Regions from separate parts of the Mus musculus genome. Here region 1 is linked to region 2. A link is a contact called in public Micro-C data. All regions are on one chromosome and are shown on one strand. Each heading gives the region's core, a stretch centred on a gene start, on an enhancer-like site or on the middle of the called end of the contact. The rest is flanking DNA. Distances are from core to core; before and after follow the strand shown. Region 1 holds the start of Prdm8 (PR domain containing 8). Region 2 holds the start of Anxa3 (annexin A3).

What was found. Hi-C and Micro-C count contacts between places; a contact is called where the count stands out from the background.
Region 1: a Micro-C map of embryonic stem cells shows a contact between it and region 2, with 4 times the contacts expected there. The contact joins the promoter of Prdm8 here to the promoter of Anxa3 in region 2. A contact is called at or near these places in 1 of 39 promoter capture datasets (the HPC-7 cell line), 1 of 484 Hi-C or Micro-C datasets (embryonic stem cells), 1 of 115 datasets of contacts at active chromatin or transcription factors (epiblast stem cells) and 1 of 9 other capture datasets (liver).

Annotation. Positions count from the first base shown.
Region 1 is chr5:98,179,509-98,185,864 of GRCm38.p6, forward strand. It overlaps Prdm8 (PR domain containing 8), which reads left to right and starts at 1,361. Exons shown (of 4, transcript NM_029947.2): 1 at 1,361-1,604; 2 at 3,781-4,001; 3 at 4,953-5,181; 4 at 5,516-6,356. The coding sequence starts at 3,783. A730035I17Rik (RIKEN cDNA A730035I17 gene) reads right to left here. Exons shown (of 3, transcript NR_153823.1): 1 at 5,536-6,356; 2 at 5,210-5,260; 3 at 3,610-4,044.
Region 2 is chr5:96,789,053-96,794,897 of GRCm38.p6, forward strand. Anxa3 (annexin A3) reads left to right here and starts at 4,333. Exons shown (of 13, transcript NM_013470.2): 1 at 4,333-4,511.

The DNA.
Region 1 (6,356 bases), core at 111-2,610, 1.4 Mb after region 2:
GATTATACTGTCAGCTGCTCTTTGCCAACCCTCATATGCTCACTCTGAGAGGCAAGGACAGAGATTGTCTCCTCCTTAAATTCTGGCCCTGACTCCTGCCCTTTAGCGAGTAAACTATACAATTGGATTTATACTCAACCTGACCTATTGCTCAATTGAATTCCGGGAGAGTGGGGGTAGGAATTGAGGGATTGCCTGCGCCACTCAAAGGCCTTTCTTTCCTTAGGAATAGAAAGCCTACCAGAGAAAAACAGCCAGAGAGCCCCTAGCGTCATTGTTTTGTGGCCCCCGCAGAAGGAGAAAACTCTCTGGCTGTCAAAGACCTCAAGTCATTAGCATCAGCTGCCGCTCCAGAGGACAAGCCAGCGCCTCTAAGTGGCTTAGCGCACAAACGAGACTCCCGAGACAGCCTCACTCCTGTGATTCGGTCCACTCCTCCATCAACGGCTGGATGTGAAAGGCTCTTGAGAGTCCTTCTCAGTAATTTTTTTTTTAACTTTGAACCATCCTTTCTGTATCATGAGGTCTTAGAATCCTGGCCGCCATTATGGGACCCCCTTGGGAACCACAAAATACAGAGAGAGCACAGAAGGTGAAAAGCTTTAACACCTGAGTCCAATGACCTAGGCTTTTCCCAGCAACGCCCTCCTAGCCCATATCCACGCACAGACCCTTGTTCTGGGACCTAAAAACAGCCGAAGTCCCTTTAGGTGTCTGGCAGCATTCCAGACTTATCTTCTTACCCCATCCCATTGGATGGGAGATGGCTAGCCGAGTTCCCACCAAATCATACCCCCTGTCGCCAGTATTTACACGGGAGTCTCTGCTAGGTGGCATGAATGCATTTTAAGGAAGTCTGTTTGTCACCTCCTAGGCCACTAGCTTCACAGATCAGCGGCAGTCAATGGCCAAAGAATCCCGCGGGGCAAATTCTCACCCTCCTTTTGGGGGAGCAGGGACATACCACTCAAACTCTAGGGACATATGCAAGTAGTTCACGCGCTGGCAACATAGCCAATTCAACTCCTTGTCCTACGTCCTCTGAGTGCCCAGCAAAACGGAAAAGAACCGCTCTGCTCCTTCTGACACCTTCCTTCCTGAGCCCGAAACGGATTTTGCCAACCCAGGTGTCCCAGAGGGACCCAGCTGCAGGAGAAGGCAGGCCAGGATGCTCTCGGGGAGGCTATGCCACTTCGGGAAGGAGCTTAGGATCTGCCTAGCGCGGGCAGTCCAGAAAAACCAGGCTTGTGGCGCCGGAGGGATCTCCCAGACCGGCAAGAGTTAAAGGGAGGGGACGTGGGCTGTCACGCGTCATTGGGCAGATTATGTGCAGCAAACAAAAAGTGTGTGTCTGCGTGCCAGTCAGTCATTGCATCGGGTCCATCTGTACAACTCTCTCTCTCTCTCTCTCTCTCTCTCTCTCTCTCTCTCTCTCCTAATCTATCTGCATCTCTCTTCTCTCTTTGGACAGAACCCACAAGACTGACACCGACACCTCTTGACATGGAGATACACTAATGTAATAGGCAGGAAGGAACACTGGCTTGCACCCCGTTGGTTCCAGGTGGCCTTATTTGGGCGACTCGGTCCTGACCTTATTTCTGGTAAGTCTATTTGCTTTGACCTGGGAGGGGGATGGGAAGAGGACAGGTTGAGTACAAGGAGTGAAAAAATTGTCCCCCTTTTCCTCGTTATCTAGAAGATAGGAGGGAAACGACGCGGAATGTTGTTTCCACTGCCAATAAGATTATACAAAGGGAGGAGCGGGTAGGAGCACTTTTCTGGAGAAGCTAGGGACTGGGGAGCTCGCGGCTGCCAGACAATGCCAGCCCGGAGTGGAGGGAGAGCATCCGGCAGTAGCGACCGGCTTTCAGCGAGCCCAGCTGGCTCTGAGTTTCCCAGGAGGATCTGCGAAGGAAGAGAACCCGGGCCTAGGGATGGGCGTAGGACTGTGAAAGGCTAGATACTATAAAGCCCGGGGTCCTGCCTATCGCTATTGTGGCTGATTTGCGTCAAGGCGGCCACCGAGGCAGCATGGACCGCTATTAGCCCGGCTGTGGGACCTTTTCGCTGTATTGTTAGATAGAACTGCATTTTAATGACTGAGTCCCTGCTGTTGCCAAAGTGGAGGGCGATCTCCTGTCACAATAAAAAGCTTCTGTGAAGAATACTTTCAAACGCGAGGCAGAAATCAAGGTACAAACCGTTGAAATGTAGGCAACTGGGAAGAGAAAGAGGGTTTATACTGAAAGGGAGCTGAGAGAACCTGTATTCTGCAACGTATTTGACTTGCAATTGGAAATCAGAAGGGGACAGGACGAGTGCAGAAACAGAAAGTAGTATCATAAACTTTCTATGTTGTGGCTATTTTTCTTATTCCCACTGTCTGGAAAATATACTTGCCATTTGGGGCATATGGGAGAACGAATAGGAAAGGGGCTAGCCAAAGTTACAGGCATTGCATTTTCTTACATTTGTATGGCAATTGGCTAGTGGATGTTGATTTAAACAAAATACACATCGCCTATATTTTTCTTTAATGAGAAGCTAGCTGAACAAGAAAAGAGTAAGATCGGTTTTCCCCACGGCCACTTAAGGTATATAAATACAGAGACAATCACTGTCACTGGTGAAACTGCTAGGGAAAAACCAACTTAGAGGAATTGTTAGATTTCCCCAAGAAAAATGGCATGGCTAACTAAGACCTAGTTTAAATAATTTAAATGATTGCTTTCTTTAAGTGCTAAGTATTACAGGGGGTGTCCAGTGGCTGAGGAAGGAAACGATCCCTGTAAGACGGCTTAATAGAGAGCCCGCCACTGGGGCATTACTTCTAAATTGCTGCGGATTAAACAGCTGGAGGGCCCACTCAGGACCATTCAAGCAGGGCTGACCCCTTCTAGCCCAAACAGGGTGGTATCAAGGGAAGTGAGAATTCACCAGTCATTACACACAGAATTTCAGACAGGGGACACTTCAAGCCTGCCCTATACCTGCTCGCTTCATGGGCCACAGGCGACTCAATCCACCCTCTTGTATAACAAGGTAACTGGGATTCAACCTCATCCATAAATAAGCATGTCGAGAAAAAATAATTACCTCTGCTTGCTGCTTTTAATTAAAGCCTCAGAGGGACAGTGCTGGATTATGGTAATGAGCAGACATGCGTCCCTTCTTGTAGGCTGCAAAGAAAGGTTAGCTGACATAGAATTAGTGGCCCTGACACTCCACTTGAAATCCATTCGCCATGCTCCGTGGTCCCCGCCTGCTAGCTAAGGCTGCTCCCCTTGTTAGAAGAAAAGAAGAAATCACAATGAGACACTGGGCTTAGTACATAGGACAGGACTGTCCCCCAAAGATTAAAAGTGCGGGTTTTTTTTTTGGGGGGGGAGTTATGCAGTCAGAAATTTTGCATATGCTGGTTTTAAAGCAAACAAACCTACAAAAGCCCTACCTTCGCCCCAATGCCCCACTCTATAAATCCCGAGGTAGCATAGACACAGCCTGCTCCAGTCTTCACCGGCTCTCTATTTTCTTTTTCTCAAGCAGGAAGTGTGCTCCCATGCTTCCTGTTCCAGTTATTTAAAAGGAAGGAATAATACTTCGAAGTTGGCATCTTTAAAGCATGACAGATTGATCGGCTTTATTTTTAAAGTAGGAGCTATGTAAAAAAGCCGGCAAGTGCAAAGAAAATATGTCTGGTAGCGGAAACGCTCTGCCGAGGTTCGTAGCAGAAAAGGCAATAACAACTCTCTTCTCGTCCTGGGTATCTGTCTCCAGTGATGGAGGATTCAGGCATCCAGAGAGGCATCTGGGATGGAGATGCCAAGGCTGTCCAACAGTGTCTGACAGACATTTTTACCAGTGTATATACAACCTGCGACATCCCAGAGAACGCCATATTCGGTCCCTGTGTACTGAGCCATACTTCCCTGTATGACAGCATAGCCTTCGTAGCCCTCAAGTCCACGGACAAGAGAACAGTACCTTACATCTTCCGGGTGAGTCTCAGCAAGTGTGATGGAGGTGTCTGAGGGTAATTTCCTGTTGGGAGTGAGGAAGGAGACATCCTAAGGACAATGTAATCATCTGAGCAGTCAGAGCAGAGCGAACACAACAAAAATTAGAAAAGAAAAACTAGATTCAAATCATCAAGTGATTTTACTGAGAAAAAGAAAAAGACAATGCCAAGGTTGCCTGAATCGGTACTCTAGTTCTGGGTTCCCTAGATTAGGGCTTCCTAAATTGCTAAGGAGACCTTGTTAGTACTGGGGCTATTTACATATTAAGTAGTCCTTGAGAGAACTTTTACAAGTATTGAGTATATTTATTTTGTAACCTGGGAGGTCTCCCCATCGCCTGATTATTGCTTTCTTTAGTTAACATTAGCTAGTGTTCAGAGTTTGTATTTAAATTAAAACGTTAATTGTTTTGGCAGCAAAGCATCTATAATCCACGTTTGTGTTTGTAACAGGCCTCTTTCTTCCTAGTAGTTCTTTTTTTATTAATTATTTTATTTATTTACATGCTAAATGTTACTCCCAGTTTCCCCACCCCAGAGTTCCTAGTCTTTCATCATGAAGTAAAGCTGTTAGTCCTTCATGTCAGTTAGGAAGATGGGCGTGAGTGCCATAGAATAATTACTAAGACCCGAACTTGCCTTTTACTTCTGAAACACGGGAAATTTCCTCTCCTTTTGTCATGTGAGGTAACTGAAAGGGAGATTCTAAAGAGGCTACTCTGTAAGACTGACCCAATATTGCAAAGGATGGCCACTGTGCCCATTGACCACAAATGCAGGGATGCAGTTCGACTTTGGTCAACTTTTGCAAACTTGGTTTCAGATAATTGTTTGGAAAGAACAAAAGCCAGACAGATGAAATATCTCTGGTTTCTCTGGTTGCCGTCTTTCACGTGGATCCCTCTCTTCTTGTCTTTCTTAAATACTGTAGGTAGACACTTCGGCGGCAAATGGTTCCTCAGAAGGTCTCATGTGGCTGCGGCTGGTCCAATCAGCCCGAGATAAGGAAGAACAGAATCTCGAAGCTTATATAAAAAATGGACAGCTGTTCTACCGCTCTCTCCGCAGGATTGCCAAAGATGAAGAGTTACTAGTTTGGTACGGGAAAGAACTGACTGAATTGCTCTTGCTCTGCCCGTCTAGAGCTCACAAAATGAACGGTAGGTTGGCTCGGGTGCCTGGGCTCACCTTGCACATCATAGGGTGGACGAAGCTTCTGAGGTGTTGTCCCGAATGGAACTAGGACAGAAGGGGAAGGAAAAGTTGGGGAGCGTTTGACTTAGTAAATGCACAAATCAAGAAAGTAAGTTGCACCAAATAGGATAGTGTATTCATTTTTTTGGGCACTCAGCCCAGAAAGATAAAGTGGATTTGTTATGGGGAGGATGGCTAAGTGGCCTAGGGGCGATGCTAACTAACCATGTGGGGTGTGTGTGTGTGTGTGTGTGTGTGTGTGTGTGTGTGTGTGTGTGTGTGTGTTTGCTCACTAAGCAGGGTCGTCTCCTTACACATGCCTGGAATGCAGCCAACGTTTCCAGTTTGAGTTCCCCTATGTGGCACATCTGCGATTCCGCTGCCCCAAGAGACTTCACAGCACTGATGCGAATCCCCAAGACGAGCAAGGGGGCGGCTTGGGCACTAAGGACCACGGCGGCGGCGGCGGTGGTAAAGAGCAACAGCAGCAGCAACAGCAGCAGCAACAGGAGGCGCCGTTGATCCCGGGCCCCAAGTTCTGCAAAGCCGGCCCCATACACCACTACCCCGCGTCATCCCCGGAGGCGAGCAACCCGCCGGGCTCCGCGGGTGCCGGCAGCGCCAAGCCGTCCACGGACTTCCACAACTTGGCTCGGGAACTGGAAAACTCCCGGGGAAGCAGCAGTTGCGTAGCGGCCCCGGGCGTCGGCAGTGGCGGCAGCGGCCACCAGGAGGCGGAGCTGAGTCCCGACGGCGTCGCCACCGGCGGCTGCAAAGGCAAGAGGCGGTTCCCAGAGGAGGCGGCGGCGGAGGGCGGCGGCGCGGGGCTGGCGGGCGGCCGTGCGCGCTTCTCCGAGAGGCCGCTGGCGACCTCCAAGGAGGAGTTGGTGTGCACGCCGCAGCAGTACCGCGCCGCCGGCAGCTACTTCGGCCTGGAGGAGAACGGCCGGCTCTTCGCGCCGCCCAGCCCGGAGACTGGCGAGGCGAAGCGCAGCGCCTTCGTGGAGGTGAAGAAGGCGGGCCGCGCGGTGGGCTTGCAGGAGGAGGCGGCGGCGACAGACGGCGCAGGGGGCACGGCCGAGGACCCCGACGCGGGAGGCGGTGTCGCCGGCGGCGGCAGCAACGGCTCGTCCACCCCCGC
Region 2 (5,845 bases), core at 3,083-5,582:
CAGTACAGAAAGGAAGAAGGAAAGAAAGAAAGAAAGAAAGAAAGAAAGAAAGAAAGAAAGAAAGAAAGAAAGAAAGGAAGGAAGGAAGGAAGGAAGGAAGGAAGAAAGAAAGAAAGAAAGAAACAAAGAAACAAAGAAACAAAGAAACAAAGAAACAAAGAAAGACAACAGCAGAAGCTTCCTAGAATATAAATATATACGTATGTAAAGTGCTTAAATGAAGTCAATCAATAAGAAGACAATGTGCCTGTTCGATAGTACAGACCAACAAATATAAAGGTCAGTGCCAGAAATACGTTACCACTTTTGGAATTGTTGGACAATGAGATCTCAAACATTACAAGTTATTTGCCATTGCTCTTGGCTTCCCTCCAGCACTTAATAAAACCCTATGGCTGAACACACCGCAGGTGTGAACCACAGATCATAGAAGAGTCACACTGGTACTGACCTGGAAGCCTTGTCTCTACTGGCTGGCTTTCATGGTACCGAGAGGTATCATGCATGCTCCCAGAGGAGGAAGGCAGTCATCAATCTTAGACTTTTGAAATGAGATTTCACCTGTAGCTCAGACTAGTCCCGAACTTTAGGCTCACACCATCCTCCCTCCTTGGTCTCCCTAGTATAGGAGACTACAAACACATACCATTTTGCCAGGCCTCAACTTCATTTATTTTTTAATAGTGCTGTGCTTAACAAGTAACTATGACATTCCTGAATCGTAGCCATTGATTTTATATACTTCCAACATATAATTGCACAGAATAAATACTCTCAATACAAAAAGAGAGGGAGTTGGTTGTAGCAAAACAAGATCAGACCAAAGCAAGAGAGAAATCCAACATGGCAAATGTCAAATGAACCCTCCAACTCCGTATCTGATGTTTGGAAATCATGATGGAGTCATCTCGTCTTGAGCTAGAGAGTGGTCCAGTAAATTCTCACAGCACGCTAGGACGTTTGCAGCCCCTAGCTGCAAACTCTTTTACAGCAAAACAGTTCCAAAAGTCTAAGGACCACATGGTCAGGCTTCTCTCAGCAGCGACACCACTCTAGGCATCACTGTTTATATTAGTCACTTCTCTAATTGTGATAAAAATGCCTGACAGGAGGCAACTTAAGGGGGGCGGGGTATATTTTGGCTCTGTTACATCTTCAGTCCTGCAACAGAAGGGAGCTCACACTCCTGCTCAGCTTGCTTGCTCCTCAATCTTGTGCCTGGGCACACAGGTTAGTGTTGATCTACATTTGAGGAGCATTGCCACCCTTCAGTTAACCTAATCTGAATATCATTCCAAAGATATGCCTAGAGCTTTGTTTCTTAGGTGACTAATCTAGCTCTCCCATCAAATTGACAATCAATATTAATCATCATAGTTGTGTTTTAGATTCCTCGCCTGGCAGACACAAGCAGAAGGCATGCAGATTTCACATGTATCCCTTGTTGCTACATGTATGACATCTCCCATCCAACATACCCCACCAAGCTGGCATACTTCACATTAAGATTAACTTATTTTACCCAGAATCCATAGTTTTCTTAAGGTTTAAGCCTAAGTTTTCTTGGCACCATACAGTCCGTGTTTTGACAAGTATATAATGTCAGTTATCCATCGTTAGAGTCATACTGCATGATTTTACTGCTCTAAAAATTCTCTGTTCCACCTGCTAATACCCTCCCCCACCACAGCTCTTGACAACCACTAACCAACCTTCTCAAGGTCTCCGTAGTTTTGTCTTTTCCAGAATGTCACAGAGTAGGAACCACACCCTTTACAAGCTGGCTTCTTCACTTAACCAGATACATTTCAGGTACCTTTATAGCTTGATTGCTCACCTGCTTTGGGTCCTGAATAAAATTACAATATACAATGTACCACAGTCTACTGCCCATCCACCTACTGAAGGACATCTTGGTACTTTCACATTTCCGCAATTACGAATAAAGCTGGTACAAATACGTATGTGTAGTTGTTAGCGAGCACAGAGCTTCCGTGATACTTGGACAAACACCAGTAAGCACAATTCCTGGATTGAATAATAAGACTATATTTAGTTTTGTAAGAAGCAACTAAATTATCTTCCATATGGCTGGACCACTTTCTTCTTTTATCCTCACTAGCAATCTGTTCTGTGTGGTCAGGCTTGTTAGTAACACTATGACCCTGGGCATTTGATTTAAGTTTTCAAACCTGACCAGACCACCTACAGGGATCAGTGGGTAAAGGCACCTGCCACGGACCTTAACCATCTGAGTTCACATGCCATTGTGCTTGTGAACTCACACACACACACACACACACACACACACACACACTATACATACCATTCCATACCATTCCATACACACATACATACACACACAGCATCTGAGCTCACGTGTCACCTATACAGATACAAGTTTACACACACACACACACACCATCTGAGCTCACATACAATTGCATGCACATACACATGCACACACAAACACATACCTCCCATCTGAGTTCATATGCCATTAAACATGCCACACACAAAAGCATGCACACATACACAAATATGCACACATAGGCACATATACAGACATAAATAAATGTAAAAGGAATTAAGAACTAATAAATAGTATTTTATAGTACTGCTACATCAATATTTGGAACTAACATAAAATAACATATGAGAAAAACTATAACTATGCCCCAATACAGAAAACCTAAGATTCTTGATGAAGTTCTGCACCGAGGTAGAGTAACATCAGGGCTGGTCTGCTGACCACATCCACTTACTTGACCTGCTCACTCAGTTTGTCTACACTTGCTTCCTCTTCTGTACATCTTTATGTTTTGTGGTGGTGGTGGTGGTGATGATGACGGTGATGATGAGGGTAATGATGGTGATGCTGGAGGTTGTGGTGATGCTGGAGGTTGTGGTGGTGATGGTGGTGGTGGTGGTGGTGGTGGTGGTGGTGGTGATAGTGGTAGTGGGGTGTATATGCACATGCGTTTGTTGTGTGTGTCTGAGCATGCAGAAACCAGAGCAGTATGTCTTCCAGTGTTGCTGTCTGCCTTATTCCCTTGACAGAGTCTCACACAGAACCAGGAACTTACCATTGGTTAAGCTGGTTTGCCAGCCAGCTCCAAAACACAGATTAATACCAAATTTTACATGGGTCCTGAGGATTCAAACTTAGGACCTCGTTTTTTACAAACTTTTTACCCTCTGAGATATTCCCCTAGCCCCTCTGTTCCACAGGCTTTAATAAAAACTTCTGTGTCCTAGAAACAACCTGAAGAATGTAAAAGTAAACAGATGACATAGTCCACTAACTTCAATGTCTGATAATTAGTGGCTTTTCCACCTATCTTCTTTCACAGACACTACCCGATATTAAGTGGATGTCTTTAGGTTTCTATTGCTGGGGTAAAACATCGTGGCGAAAAGAAACTTGAGGAGGAAGGAACGAGTTTGTTTCAGTTTATGCGTCCGCAGCACACCCTGCCATTGAAAGAAGTCAGGGCAGGAACCTAGAGGGACCCTGGAACCGGAAGCAGGAGCTTGCGCAAAGGCCAAGGGAAGAATGCTGTCTATTTTGCTCTCTAGGACTTGATCAGTCCTTAAAGGCATACAAGGACCAGCAGCCCAGGGATAGCACCGCCCACAATGGTCTGGGTCCTCCCACCTCAAACGCTAATTAAGGAAACAGAGTCCTAAAGGCTTGCCTAAACCTCATTTTATGGGAGTCACTTTCTCAATTAAGGGTTCTAGTTTGTGGGGAGCTGACACAAAACTGGCCATTTTAGTGGGAATTTAATGTTTATCCTCCGTGACTTACCTGTGGTTCTGAGGGCTCAAAACACAAACACTGGTGCTTCTCTGAGCTCTAATCCTCCCTTTAGAGTCAAAAGGCCAAGCAGAGACACTCCTCAGACTCATAAACTCAAAATCTAGCTCTGCCGTTCTTTCTGTATGATTTGACCTCCCTTGCCTCTGTGACTCCTTGTAAAATGAGTACAATCGCATCTGTCTTGTAGTTTGGTTATCATGCGGGGTTTAGACCAGTGCCTGACTCGAAGGACCCTCTAGGTAAGTAAGCCATACTTAGTATAGGTACCTGTGAGGACTGTCAACTCTGAATCCATGCTGTCTAGAAAATGAGCCAAGCCCTAAAAGGAGGGGGTGGGAGTGGGGGTGGGCGGGGGATGGGCGGGGGGTGAGAAAAGTGAAAAGAAAGAAGACAGAGGAAAGGGTTTGGGTTTGGAGGAAGCTGGAGGAGGATGTGAGGGAGACAGGGGAAGGGGAGGGCTTGCGAGGGGGGCGTGGTGGGTAGGTCACGACTGGAGCAGAGAGGATCCTGGATCCAAGAGCCACTTGCAAGCCGGTCCTGGGCAGTCCGTGAGTAGAAACAGGAGGAGGGGCTGAGGAAGGGTGCGGTCTGGGTTGCCACCCAGGCTAGCCGGGAGCTACGGCCGGCCGAGGCTGATCTTTCACCTTCGCTGAGCTTCTGCCTGGGCTTCGCCTCCGCGGCCCCAAGGGTAAGTTTCCCATGCCCGCCCCTCTACAACCACGGAACATCAGGTTCCCGCGGAGTCCCAGGTCGTGAGCGCAGCTTGCTCCTGGGGCTGTTCCCTCCCCTCCCTTCCCCCAAGCCCTCTTCCCTTCTATGGAAATAGAAGAGACTTGACCTGGGGGGCACAAGGGCCGAGCTGAGTAAGTTATCAAACTTAGGGTCTTGCAGCCCAAGCTCACATCCAGGGGACTGCTCATTCCTAAATGTCTCGGAAACATTTAAAAGAAGAAGGGTTAGAGGAAGGTCTCCTGCCCCTGCTCAGAGTTCTGTGCTGAGAACTTTTTTCCTAAGGCTCCCATGAGAGATCTTTCTCCCCTCCAAGTGTCTTTTAGCTTTACTTTGTATAGGTAGGAGAAAGATGTATTGGACTTTGAGAGTTGGGGAACTTCGGTTTTCTCTTTTAAAAGACACCGTTTTCTTTGATTGCAACAGAATTCTATTCACTAGACATGAATCACCTCCCCTGCTTCTTGAGTCAGCAGGTGAGGTATCGAGGTAGAGGTATGTGGTTTGTGATTGCAAATAGCCATATATAGAAGTTCTGGGTCCTGTGCCAATAGAAAGTTGAGCAGCCGGGGCAAAATTCTTCCCCAGGAGGTGCGTTAAAGAGAAGAGGTTCCTGCCCCCGAGAGAACTTCAGTTTCTACTCCTCACCAACATCATAAAAAGCAGACTAAAAGGTTATTCTATGAAGAATCATTACTGGTTTTCCTGAAGGTGGAAGTTTCAAACTGCCTAGAAAGGTACTTTTAAACTCAAACGAAGATCAGACCACTGTCCGCAGATCTGTTGGTGTTGAGAAATCGGTAGAAATGCCAGCAGGAGGAAGTACAAGAAAATGTAGCTGCTGTAATCCCCTTCAGGAAGGATGTGTTTAAAGCTCTATTGTTAGATCACTTGGCTTGCACTATGGAGTAATTCTCTACTTTTTACAAGCTTAAAGGATGGCTTGATAATACTTCTTAGAAATTTCCACATTATATTGGATCAACAAATGTCAAGCATCAGTTTGGGTCCGGGGCCACAGGGCTTGGGGATTAACGGTTCATTCCTTTGCAATCTAGATGCCTGGGTTCAGTCGGGTCGACCCAATAGCTGTATGGTGGGGATTTCACTATTGCTTCCTGTGCCTCCAGCATCTTCCTGTGCTGTTAATGATGTCTCTCTCACTAACTAGGTTATTCTGAGGCTTATGTTTAAATCATTGAATACAGTTTTTTTTTTTTCATATACACCAGTGAATAAACATTGCACAAATCCCCAGCTTTGAGAGCTCACTTTCTAACACTTTGCCTGTCA